2 separate regions of the Bombyx mori genome follow, and region 1 is linked to region 2. A link is a contact called in public Hi-C data. All regions are on one chromosome and are shown on one strand. The core of a region is the stretch at or near the end of the contact, and the rest is flanking DNA. Distances in the headings are between cores, read along the strand shown. Region 1 overlaps LOC101737547 (zinc finger protein Gfi-1b). Region 2 holds the start of LOC101737547 (zinc finger protein Gfi-1b).

Evidence for each region. A called contact is a pair of places that touch in the nucleus more often than the background predicts.
Region 1: a Hi-C map of midgut shows a contact between it and region 2, with 2.0 times the contacts expected there. The contact joins the enhancer-like site here to the promoter of LOC101737547 in region 2. A contact is called at or near these places in 2 of 7 Hi-C or Micro-C datasets (midgut and whole pupa).

Annotation. Positions count from the first base shown.
Region 1 is chr4:3,282,502-3,285,545 of ASM3026992v2, reverse strand. All of the region lies in intron 4 of LOC101737547 (zinc finger protein Gfi-1b), which reads right to left. Among protein-coding and RNA genes, the nearest start is that of TRNAQ-UUG, 14 kb to the left of the region's middle. Within about 2 kb of position 1,410, at least 8 of the 8 cell types and tissues checked have open chromatin away from gene starts, as enhancers often do.
Region 2 is chr4:3,200,205-3,203,487 of ASM3026992v2, reverse strand. It overlaps LOC101737547 (zinc finger protein Gfi-1b), which reads right to left and starts at 1,603. Exons shown (of 6, transcript XM_004929287.5): 1 at 1,303-1,603. The coding sequence starts at 1,441.

The DNA.
Region 1 (3,044 bases), core at 161-2,660, 82 kb before region 2:
TTTTAATGTTTGGTGTTCAAATAAAACTAGTGATGTGACATTTTGATGGATATATTTTACGATAAAACTGAATACCTACCATTGAAATATAATTGAATCGTAATCGATTTCAACTTCGTTTCTGTTACTATTAATAGCTTATATTAATAGTGCATAAGCAGTCGCGGAAATCGTGAGGAATTTAATAGCATTCTTGTGTGAGACGCTGCTTGGATGGAGCGAATGGAAATTTACAAATGCTTCGCTTTATTATTTGCGAGTTTTACAGTATACAGTGTAATTTAGAAGTTTTTAAGTCATTATACATGCTTACGGAGTATGTGGTATACTAGACAACTGCTTTTAATCTCAAAATATTAAATAAAGTATTCTTGGTTGAATGACCGAATTTCAACTATAATCATTGATACCTCTAGACTTAAACTGACTGTATGTACTATCTTGTAAAGTGAAGTAATTAGTAAGCTAAACAGAAAAATGAATATAGAAAATCGATTATCGAAATGGACTATTTATATATTTATATATATTGCAAGTTCGCACGTGTTAGGTATTTTAAATCTATTCAAAAAAGTATAATTCCATTATAGATACCCGACATTTAGCGTAATACAGTTGACAACATAAAACTTAAGCTAGCTGATTATCTCTTTATAACGTTCGATTTGAAGTATTTACTGATCAGGATCGCACTTTATATCACTTAGGGATGTACCAGCTTGCTCTAATAATCGAGTGATTAATTAATTCTATTCGGCTTAACTTTCGCCAAAGGTTAATTTAGATTTTGAAAACATGAACACTAAGCATTTATATACTTGTTCAAAATTATTCGCACTGATTCTTAAATGAAACTTTTATCGCCCTTAAATCAGATTAAATACATAATGATCTATTTCAAATATTACAGATTTGTTTCATCTTTAGCCGATTAATGCTTTTAAATACTAATTATAATTATGTCTCCACGAATTCACGCCTATTCGCATACAAATTAAAATTTACATAATAATATGTTTAAAATTTTAAATTCCACATGTCGAGAATTCGAATAATAATTATCAAGTATTCAACCTATGACTCATTTAATTTTATTCAAAAATATTTTTGTATTAAGCACCATATATCACCACTATACTATATAATGTTACTTGTTATTTGTCACTAAGCTATCGAGAAACATATCTGGCTTTAAATATACGTATATTGTCCAAGTGGAACGAAGGCCAATACGGTAGAGCGCGTAATTACGAACAAATCACGGCGCGCCTCCGATACCTAGCTTAGGTATAGCATTTCGAAAAAGGGCCGCTCTAGTCCGTCAATCAAGGGGTCTGGCGATTGGCGACTTCATTAGTGCGAGGGAGACTGCCGCCCCGTCCCGCTCTAACACCAGTGTCGCGATGCGAGAGCAATTTATATCCGTCGTGCCATTGGGCCGTGATTGCGGGGACTCCTCCCTGCGTCGCGTAGCAACCAGGGGGAGGCTACCCACTCCACTCCCCCCCATCCCGTCCCACTTTATGGATCGCAATTTTCCTTTGAATTGGAAATCAGAGCGTTCGCCACGAGCCTCGCTCGTTAGCCGTCTCTCCATCTTCACGATACTTCCTTTTCTACAGATTTTTACTGCCGTACGTAGAGGAAGATGTTTCGTTTGCGGGCCTCTTGCAAATTGTGATGTTTACTTTGGTCGGCCGTTTTTTTTGCTTATCTCCCTTCGCTTCTCATTTCAACGGACTCCGAATAACGGACGACCATATCGCTTCAACATAACCTTATTATTATTACGTCGTTCGTAATTTGTTTTTGTGGTATTACGCGTATTAGTTTTGAGATAATTTATTAGGGCTTAACAGGAAATCGTAGAACAAAACTAATGAACGTTTTTTGTGAAGCCGGACTTGTGTTCTACATAACTGACCTTCCCGATTGTTTCATCAAACCTACTCTGATTTAGTCAAAGTTTTAAATTCAATTTCCTGTCGCACAACATCCCTAGATACAACATAAACAAAACCGCAAAACCGAGTGTGAAACATTACGCGAACTTATTACAAGCCGAAACGCGTAAAGTCCGCTCCGAGTTCGCGAAATCGTCTCTGGAGTGCGTAAAAGCGTAATTACACCGCGATATTACTCGGAGGGGGGAAGTCGGGGATAGGGGGAAGTATTGGCACTTAATTGTTTCGAGGGCCACGGCGATGAATGAATTGAAGTGCGGATCTCCGATGAATTATTGATTTGTACGTGTTACGTGATTGATTTGCTCCGGGGTGAGTATTCGTTCTTTTGATGGTTGCAAATGAGTGGCGACGTGAGCATAGTGATCGAACTTAGAACTGATTTTAATACACTAATCAGAAAACTATACAGCTACTCCTAATAAAGGCGCGTTTTTTTTCTAATAGTCTATTATTATTACTAGTGGTCCCGCAGTAGTCGAAATTCGACTATACCTAATTGATATTATAAATTTGAACATTATTATGGTTCTATTGTCAAAGACTATTTATTATACTTCTATAATCACAGATTTCGCCAAGACTACACTTTAGACAAATAATATTACAGATAAACAATATTAACCTATTCTCAATTTGACCATACACAAAGCAAAAGTTTGACAATAACGAAAGGTAAATAAATAGTATAACATAAAATTTGACAATAAATAAATAATATATGTGTGTGTGTCAAATGCACGATAGTGTGTGTAATATTTTTTTTATTGATTTAATGTATTATTAATGCAAAATTTTAAAAAAAAAATATAATTCTGCACTCCTTCTATATATTCTCTACAAGTGTGGGAAATTTCATACTCCTCCGTCCGCGCTGTTTTCGTAAAAAGGGGTACAAAGTTTTTGCTTCACGTAGGTATATATATTATTATTTCATTTATAGTACACTAGCGACCCGCCCTCGCTTCGCTTCGGAAACATTAAAACACACATGAAACCAAAAAAATAAAATATTTTTTTTTTTAAAGTAGCCTATATTCATCAGGGACAATGTCGGCTTCTAATGGAAAAAGAATTTTT
Region 2 (3,283 bases), core at 354-2,853:
CTTTGTAGAACACATTATTATTTACAAAAAGTGTCAGCAAATGTTTAACTATTATAGCTATGCCGCAATAAGTGTTCTTTTATTTAAAAAAATAAAACAACATCAAATATCGTTGAAATTTTTGTTAAAGACCCGAGCGGAGCCGGAGCGTGCCGCTAGTTCAAAATAAAGTTACAAAGGTTGCTCATTGAAATGAGTCCGATATTTACGGATTTCTTTAAGGGAAATTGTTTCTGCTTACACCACCTGAATTCCGGCTCTGTCGTGTCCCTAATTATTTGTTTTATTCTATATTACTATTTTTACATAATAAAAAAAAACTTTCCAAAGTAAAATATATCCAATTTTTTTTCTTTCCAACGATACAAAGAGTAAATGAATCCAAACCTTAATCGTTTATAGATGGACCAAACTAAAACTCCGAAAAGCGTGCATTAAATTTACAATACCGCTTACCGAATCTATTCGGTTTTCACGTAATATTTATGTTTATTGTGATAGAATGTTGGTCAAACTTCGGTCGTATAGGTGGCGGAAGACCTATGGTGGATGAGATTAGCAGGCGTTCTATGGCATAAATAAGGGAGGCCCGTGACCAGCGGTCGGTATCAAAGAATTGAATATATATATCGACGTTTATTGTAATGTACATAGTTCATACAGTCGTCTAATATATTTAATTTTGGAACATTATTGCACTTTTAACATGATCGTTTTTTTGTTTGCAAGTTAATTTTTTTCTATCTCAGTACTATTGCTATCAGCCTACCGACGTTCACTATTGGATTTAGGCACTCCCCAAGGTTCACCGTAACGCTCATTTCCATTGAAAAACCGTCTTATACGCCTGGATTGAAACTGACAGATGCTAAACAACACATGCGCTTGTATTAAAATAATTCATTTTATTGAATCGATTTTCGATCACATTATTCCGCATCAATAACAAAATCGTAGAACTTTGAATTCTGTAATAATTTTCTATCTTTAAATTTGTCTCATGTTCACATAAAATAGTAAATTTTGTGATCCGATAATATATTTTTCAAAAAACATCAAGAGTATGTATGTATTTAGTTGAGTTTTTTTATTTTATTAAATCGTAGCTTGGAATAAAGTTATAGCATTCACAATGATGTTATTAAGAAAATATTTGTGCATTGTTTCCTGTGTAAATCTAAAAAAAAACATGCAGCTCCGTTACTTTGTTTCTCAATTAAGAAATATAGTCAAGTCAATCCTCATACATTAGCTAAAGCACAGTATACAACGTAAACAAATATTAAATAATAGCTGACCTACCTTTAGGGGTAACCACTCTGAAGGCGCTGTTTGTCGACGACCTGGGCGACTCTTCTCGCACGGCCACCCCTGGAGAATCACTACCACTCCTCACCATCGAAAAGTCCAACGGCATCGGCGGCATAGCACTGACTTCCATAGTTAATTAATAAACGGTACGAAACATAACATGGAAAATAAATTAGGGCGATTCTTGGATCGACCCGCGGTCGGGATACGTGTGACCGACGCGAGTCGCAACTGCGTTTTAAGCGGCGACACACTAGAGCGTTTTAAGTCCGACTGTCGGATCAGTAAGGCCGAGAATCAGTAGGATCTCCATAGAGATTTGGACCTTATCGCTATCGGTGTCGGGCTGGGGGCGTGGGCATTGCCGGCCCGCCTCTCGAGCCGTGGCGCCGCCATGTGCTCAGAGTGACAATCACTTTGTATAGGTAACACAATAATAATATGATTCCTGATGGATTTTATTGTGCTATACATGCTTCCGTTCGAGATCTATGTTCCGAGTGATGGACTGGGAAATAGGAAATGTGGCTATGGAAACTTTTGGAAATCGTCTGCTTACTGTTTAGTAGAATAGAATTATAAATTTATTTACGTGTATCGATATTTAGTTGTTTATGACTAAATAAAACTTTTTACGTAAACAATTTATTTTTTATTTTTATTTATGTCACTAAAACCATAATAACATGAAGCTATTTTGAATTTTAAATAAATATCTCAAAATGTTTGTAACAAAATATTATATACAATTAATTATGTAATATTGTAATGATTAAATAAATTGCTTGGAAAAATGTACCATTTTAATTTTTCTCAATTTGAAATTACGATTTTTTAATTTTTTTTTTAAATAATCATTTTTTATATATTTTTATTTATTTATTATTATATTTATATATATTACATTTTTTATTTTGATATATATTTTTTTTTAATTTGTGGAATTTTTTTATTGTTTTGTTTTGCTTTAGCTGACAGACACGGTCATCGGAAAAAATAGATATCACAAAGTGAATGCAGTAGTCCAATTACATTGTAGTAACACAGCTGCCTTATCTCATAAGTCGAAATGTGTGTTTGTTTTTATCAGAAATAGGCTGGTTAAAGCAATTATTGTACATTTGCGGTACAATAATTCCTTCGGTTCCCTCTGTATTTTATACCGTATGTTCCATGGGGAGTGCTCTGAGGAATTGTTCGAGATGATACCAGCATCTCGTTTTTACCATCGCACCGCCCGCCACCGGAGTAGAGTTCATCCATACTACCTGGAGCCGCTGCGGTCATCCACAGTGCGTTTCCAGAGATCTTTTTTGCCACGTACCATCCGGCTATGGAATGAGCTCCCCTCCGCGGTGTTTCCCGAGCGCTATGACATGTCCTTCTTCAAACGAGGCTTGTGGAGAGTATTAAGCGGTAGGCAGCGGCTTGGCTCTGCCCCTGGCATTGCTGAAGTCCATGGGCGACGGTAACCACTCACCATCAGGTGGGCCGTATGCCCGTCTGCCTACAAAGGCAATAAAAAAAAAAAAAAAAAAAAAAAAAAAATTTGCGAGCTCATTTTAGGACACATTAATAAAATTTACTTGCGTGCCTTTTCATTAATCTATAATAGTAGTTTTCTAAAATGCATGTTATATAAAAAATAATTTACTAATTTTTCTTTCTACCCTCAGAATTCGAACTGCGGCTTAGTCTCTCGCCCCGTTACGCAATTACGGAAACTTCAAACCTTTAAAATAAATGATCAATTGACACATGACACATTTCGATACAAAATATTGTGAATTTGTTAAATTTAACATTTCAATGAACGCACTGAGTTTGTCGCCGGATCTTCTCTCTGGGTGGCGATTCCGATCCGGTGATATATTCTGCAAAGCAATGCTCTTGTTAGGGCTAGTGTTAGCAATCCTCTCGAGTTGAGCCCGTGAGATCACCTGGCAGCCCGCGCTTAGTTGGATATCCGTAG